2 separate regions of the Capsicum annuum genome follow, and region 2 is linked to region 1. The links are chromatin contacts, called in public Hi-C maps. All regions are on one chromosome and are shown on one strand. Each heading gives the region's core, a stretch centred on a gene start, on an enhancer-like site or on the middle of the called end of the contact. The rest is flanking DNA. Distances are from core to core; before and after follow the strand shown.

Region 1 (2,800 bases), core at 103-2,602:
ATTGTTTGACTACTGACAAAATCTATCTAATCTCTGTTTTTCTTTCTTCCTCCATCATCTAACCTATCTCTAATCGAAGCACCCAAAAATGGATTCTGTTGTTTTCTATTCTTACTTTTCAATTATGGAAACTGTAGGTAGTTATGAAATTCGTTATGGTTCAATTATTATAATCAAACAAACTAAATATAAACGAAAACACAAAGAAGAAAGAACTCATCAGAAAGCAGAGAAAGAGGAATGACGTAGGGAGAAATGAAAAATGAGACGGATGAAGCTGAAAATGTACACATTTCTCGGAAAAAATAAAAAGTACAGACTACGTATATCTCTGATCAGCACACACATACAGATTTTTTGATAGAAAAAACAGCCTCAATTTAGGTTATATTAACAAAAATGCCCTTTGTCGTCTCAATGAACCTTCACTTATTATATAGTGTAAGTAAATGTAAAAATAGAAATTACAAACCCTAATTCATTTGGGGACTCTGCCTATAGCATCGTTATTCAAACACTAAATTCAATTCCACTATCTACAACATCGTGACTCAGAGATTCAAAGACATAAATGTTCAAATCAGAGATTTCAAGAGACAAACGTTCAAAGCAAAGTAAAGCACAATCTCCAATGATGATTATGGATGCTATAGAATTTACAAAAGAAAAATAATTGAGGTGCACAATGAACTTACACTTATGGAGGAATTGTCTTTACCTTAATCAGTTTACCAATTAAAAAAAGATTTGTTGGAAATGATGAAATATAACTATCCCAATTCAAAGTCGTTCTACACTTTTTCACTCCCCAATTGGATTATCTTAAAGATTTTTGATATGTTCCTTTGTTTTTTAATTCTATTTACATTGAAAAAAATTATTTGAAAAAGATTGTTAATTAATTCTTATTTTTTTAACAGTTCTCATGCAATTGTATTCAGTGCTATTCGAACAAAATGTATTACCTGTAATGATATAATTTATCATGAAAGTAATGATACGACTACATTGCATGTCTATAAATATCTTAACAAAGGGTGTTCGAGTTTATACTGTCGCGATGACATATATTATGATATAGATCTGTTTCCTAGAGAAATCTTCACCAATTAAAAAAATCCAACATTCTAATCTGAAACATATACTTTGAGTAATTTTAAATTATAATTCTTTTTGAATTAGAAGAGTACTAACTATTTTCTATTTTTTTCTTTAGAGGTAATAAAAAAAAATTTAATACCCGACCACTTGTGGTCTTTTTTTTAAAAATTCTGTAATACCCGACCCAATCCAATCATAATCCGACCTAGCCCATCTTAATTATCCTTTTTTTCTTCTTAATTATCTTAGAAGCCCATACAACTCTCACCTCACTCTCAAACACCTCTCACCGATGGAAACAACACCGATGAAATAGATCCAGAGAATCCAATATTTTAACATAAATTTCCAATCCCTGCAAATTCTGTGAAAGCATTTTAGTGCAAATTTTCGGTCCCTGCAAATCCAGTTCGACGCTAAGTTTGTAATATAAATTTTCCCTTCGTATACTTTTTTATCTGTTAAAACCCCCCAACATTTTCCCCTTTAACGCTATTATTTGTAGTAAGTGAAGAAGAAAAGTTCACTAATGCATTCTTAGTATTCAACAAGTTAAGATTTGGTGCATTTTGCCTAATGGATTGACTTTTTCATTTATGCTTAAAGTTTGTTGTTGTTCATACTCTTGTTGTGAAATTGGGATTTAGCAAGGAGATTGAAAGAGTTATGGTGTGCGCAACGTAAAGTGTTTGATGAAATGCCTGAGAAGGATGTTGTTTGTTGGACTTGTTTGATTTCTGAGTGTGCAAAGTTTGGTTTGTCTGTGGAAGGTTTGTGTTTATTTTTGTGATGGTGAAGAAGAAGTTGATTCCTAAAAATGATACTATGATTAGTGTTTTACGATAGCATCAGATTTATGCCAATTGATTAGGTAGAAACACTAGGAAATTTGAAGAAGCTTCCTGGTTTGAATTTATTTTATTGGTCTTTGAAAGATAACAATGAATTTATGCATCATTTGGGACATAAATAGACGTTGTTGCTTTGAGGCGAGTTTTCTATATTTTGGTCAACTTTTATAATGTTGATGTAGTGTTAAGTGGCTAGAGCTCCCATCCCATACACAATTTGATTAATGCCAAATTTTGCAGTTGTCTTTAATAGAATTACTATTAATTTGAATTTTAAGTCAACTTCAATTACTAAGTTTTATAACAATTAATTTGAAAAATTAAGATATGCTTTGTTAGCAAATGATTTTGTGTTGCTTTTTAACAGAATTCGAATTAGGGAAAAAGGATTGCTTTGCTATTTTCGATGATCATTTGTCTCTTTCTCTTCAATTTTGGTCAAGCAAAGATAAGTTGATTTCTCTCTATTTTCTTATAGTAAAGTCTTTAAATGTAGTGTTAAGGTGAGATTATTTTATGTAGAAGGTTTTGAAAGTCATAGGTTTTGCGATGGATATGCGACGCCTCTACTTATTTGCTTTATTAAATTTGTTGAATTGTTTGATTTGAAAGCCATAGGTTTTGTGATGGACATGTGAATTAGTGACTTGAAAGTGAAAATTTTTATCAATAAAAAATTCCAAACATCCTAACATGGAACAAATATTTTGAGTAATTTTAATTATTATTCTTTTTGAATTAGAAGAGTACTAACTATTTTTTATTTTTCTCTTTACAGGTAATGAAAAACTTTAAAGATAGGTCCATGAAAACATACTTACGACGCTACTATTTTGGAGGTCATTAAT
Region 2 (2,700 bases), core at 8-2,507, 140 kb before region 1:
TTAAAGGTAGACTCATCACAAAGAATGTCTCTCTGGCACAAGAACTGGTATGTCTCTCTGGCACAAGAACTGGTTCACAATATCAAGCACCATGATGGTTCAGGAAACCTTATTATCAAGCTTGATATGTCAAAAGCTTATGACCTGTTGTCCTGGACTTTTCTCATCAATACTATGAAAAAAAATTAGATTCTCAGATAAAGTAACTGGCCTTATTTATAGGATTATCTCCAATAAATGGTACTCCATTATTATAAATGATACCAGATATGGTTTCTTTGATTCATCAAGAGGTGTTAAGCAAGGAGATCTACTATCCCCTGATCTTTTTATTATTGCCACATAGGTGCTTTTAAAAAATCTTACTGAGCTCCATAACTCTCCAGGCTACAAAGGTTATGCTGTGAGCCAGAAGGGCCCTCAAATTAATCATTTGTGCTATGCGGATGATCTAATTTTATTTACCTCCAGGGATAAGCAATCAGTCAAAATGATTATGAGGGGACTAAATAGCTATCAACTTTCTTCTGGATAACAAATCAACAAGGAAAAAACTACATTCTATACCTATGGATGTTTTTATAGGAGATCTAAAAGAAGGCTGAGAAGGTGGACTAGTTTCAGAGACGCTGACTTTGCTTTCACTTATTTGGGATGCCCTTTGTACGTTGGAAAGAAATTGGTTGGTTATTTTGCAGATATGGCAACCAAAGTTCTAAATAAAGTTGCAGGATGGCAAGGCAACATGTTATCAGCAGGAGGGAGGCCCATTATTACTAAGCACATTTTTCAATCCCAAATCCTCTATAATATAGCCACTTTAGTCCCTCTAAAGACCAGTACTGATCAAATAGAAATGCATCTAACCAATTTCTTCTGGGGAACCAAAGAAGGAAAGAATAATTATCACTAGAGTTCATGGGATAACATGTGTTATCCATATAATGAAGAAGGTCTTAGTTTTAAGAAAATTCAGGACATAAGCAGGATTTTTTATGCCAAAAGATGGTGGAGATTCAGAAGTGATTCGTCTATCCTAACAAATTTTCTTAATGCTAAATATTCTCCTAGATCTAATTCCATCTCAAAAATTAAAAATTCTAAAGATTCGGCCAACTGGAGAGATTTGTTGGATATTAGAGAGATGATTGAACATAATACTTTCTGGAAGCTTAGAGAGGGTAAAGTACTCTTCTGGTGGGATCAATGGTTGAGCAATGATCCTTTTCACTAATTGCTTGTTCAAACTCACAAACCTAGCAATATTTTGGTCAAACAGTTTTACCAGCACAACACTTGGAATAAGGAAGCTCTTGAAATGACCGTCCCTAGACAGATAGTTGATGAGAATTGTCACCAAGATTGAAGAAGGTCATAGGGACATGCCTATTTGGAAGCTTGAATCCAACGAAAATTTCTCATGTGCATCAGCATATCAAGCCCTTAGACAAAAGAGACCTTTTTTTCCTCAACGAGATCTAGTTTGGAATAAAACAATTCCTTTTAAAATTTCTTTGCTAATGTGGAGGCTTCTTGAGAAGAAGCTCCCACTTGAAAATTCTTTAAGAAAATTTGGTACTACTTCTAATATGGATTGGGTTTGTTGCAGGGCTCCTATCAAGGAATCCTATAACCACTTATTTACAGATGGAGAAATGGCAAGAAGATCCTGACAATGGGTTTCAAGACCACTTGATATTGACTTCAATAGTCACAATATTATTCAAATTCTAGACAACTGATGGAAAGCTAATACCAACAATGTTGTTCACAATTTGATAATAATCGTTATGCCAAATATCGTGTGTTGGGTATTGTGGAAATCAAGGTGCTAAAAAAAATTCAACAATAAAACCATTTCTAGGGCATGGGTTTACAATAAGATTTTATTTCAAACCAAGATCGCCATTGCCAAAACATTTGGTAAAATAAATAATCAATGGGGATGGAAAAGAGTATGCAATATCGCCATGGATTACAGGCCAAGGTTGACCAGTTGTATAGTCAAATGGAATAAACATGATGAGGATCTAATTTTAAACAATGATGGAAACTACATGATTAGCACAGGGAGAGCTGGAGACGGAGGAATTATTAGGAGAGAAAATGGGAATATAGTAATGGTATTCGCTAATCCTATTCATTTCTTAACTAACAATTTTAGTGTGGTAAGTGCAGCCCTCTTCGGGGTCTCTTGGTGTTATGATCAAGGATATGATAATTTTAGAATGGAACTAGACTCTATGATTATAGTCCATATGATAAAAGGAACATGCAACATTCTTTAGAATCCGATCTCCATAATAGAAGAAATTCAATAAAGAGTCCAAGAAAGAGGTATACATGTTTCACATTGCTATAGGGAAGGAGACTCAGTAGCTGATGCACTAGCAAAATATGCTACTTTCCTTAATCAAGAAGTTGTTTTTAACAATGAAGATCAACTACCAAAGAAAGTAAAAGGGGCTTGTGTAATGGATAAACTAAACATGCCATATTTCAGAATAAAGGTCACCAAACACTTAAGTTGGCACTTTGACCCACCTTGAATAGGTTACATGCTTGGATCAAAATGTTGAAAACTCTGCTGCACGTAGAATAAAATTATTAAGCTTTCTTTAGCAAGATCTTTTTTCAGACCCTAAGAGTCACCACTTTTGTAAAAGGCTAGGTAGTTTAGATCCTAGAAATAGTGTCTTT

What was found. Hi-C and Micro-C count contacts between places; a contact is called where the count stands out from the background.
Region 2: a contact with region 1 is called in a Hi-C map of bud, with 3 times the contacts expected there. The contact joins two enhancer-like sites. A contact is called at or near these places in 2 of 5 Hi-C or Micro-C datasets (bud and placenta).

Annotation. Positions count from the first base shown.
Region 1 is chr4:178,288,998-178,291,797 of UCD10Xv1.1, reverse strand. No RefSeq gene overlaps it. Among protein-coding and RNA genes, the nearest start is that of LOC107869618, 18 kb to the right of the region's middle. Within about 2 kb of position 1,352, at least 5 of the 5 cell types and tissues checked have an H3K27ac peak or open chromatin away from gene starts, as enhancers often do. A contact at or near this core is called in bud, where this site is marked.
Region 2 is chr4:178,432,193-178,434,892 of UCD10Xv1.1, reverse strand. LOC124897557 (a long non-coding RNA gene) reads left to right here. Exons shown (of 2, transcript XR_007054297.1): 2 at 1,610-1,798. Among protein-coding and RNA genes, the nearest start is that of LOC124897557, 4.1 kb to the left of the region's middle. Within about 2 kb of position 1,257, at least 4 of the 5 cell types and tissues checked have an H3K27ac peak or open chromatin away from gene starts, as enhancers often do. A contact at or near this core is called in bud, where this site is marked.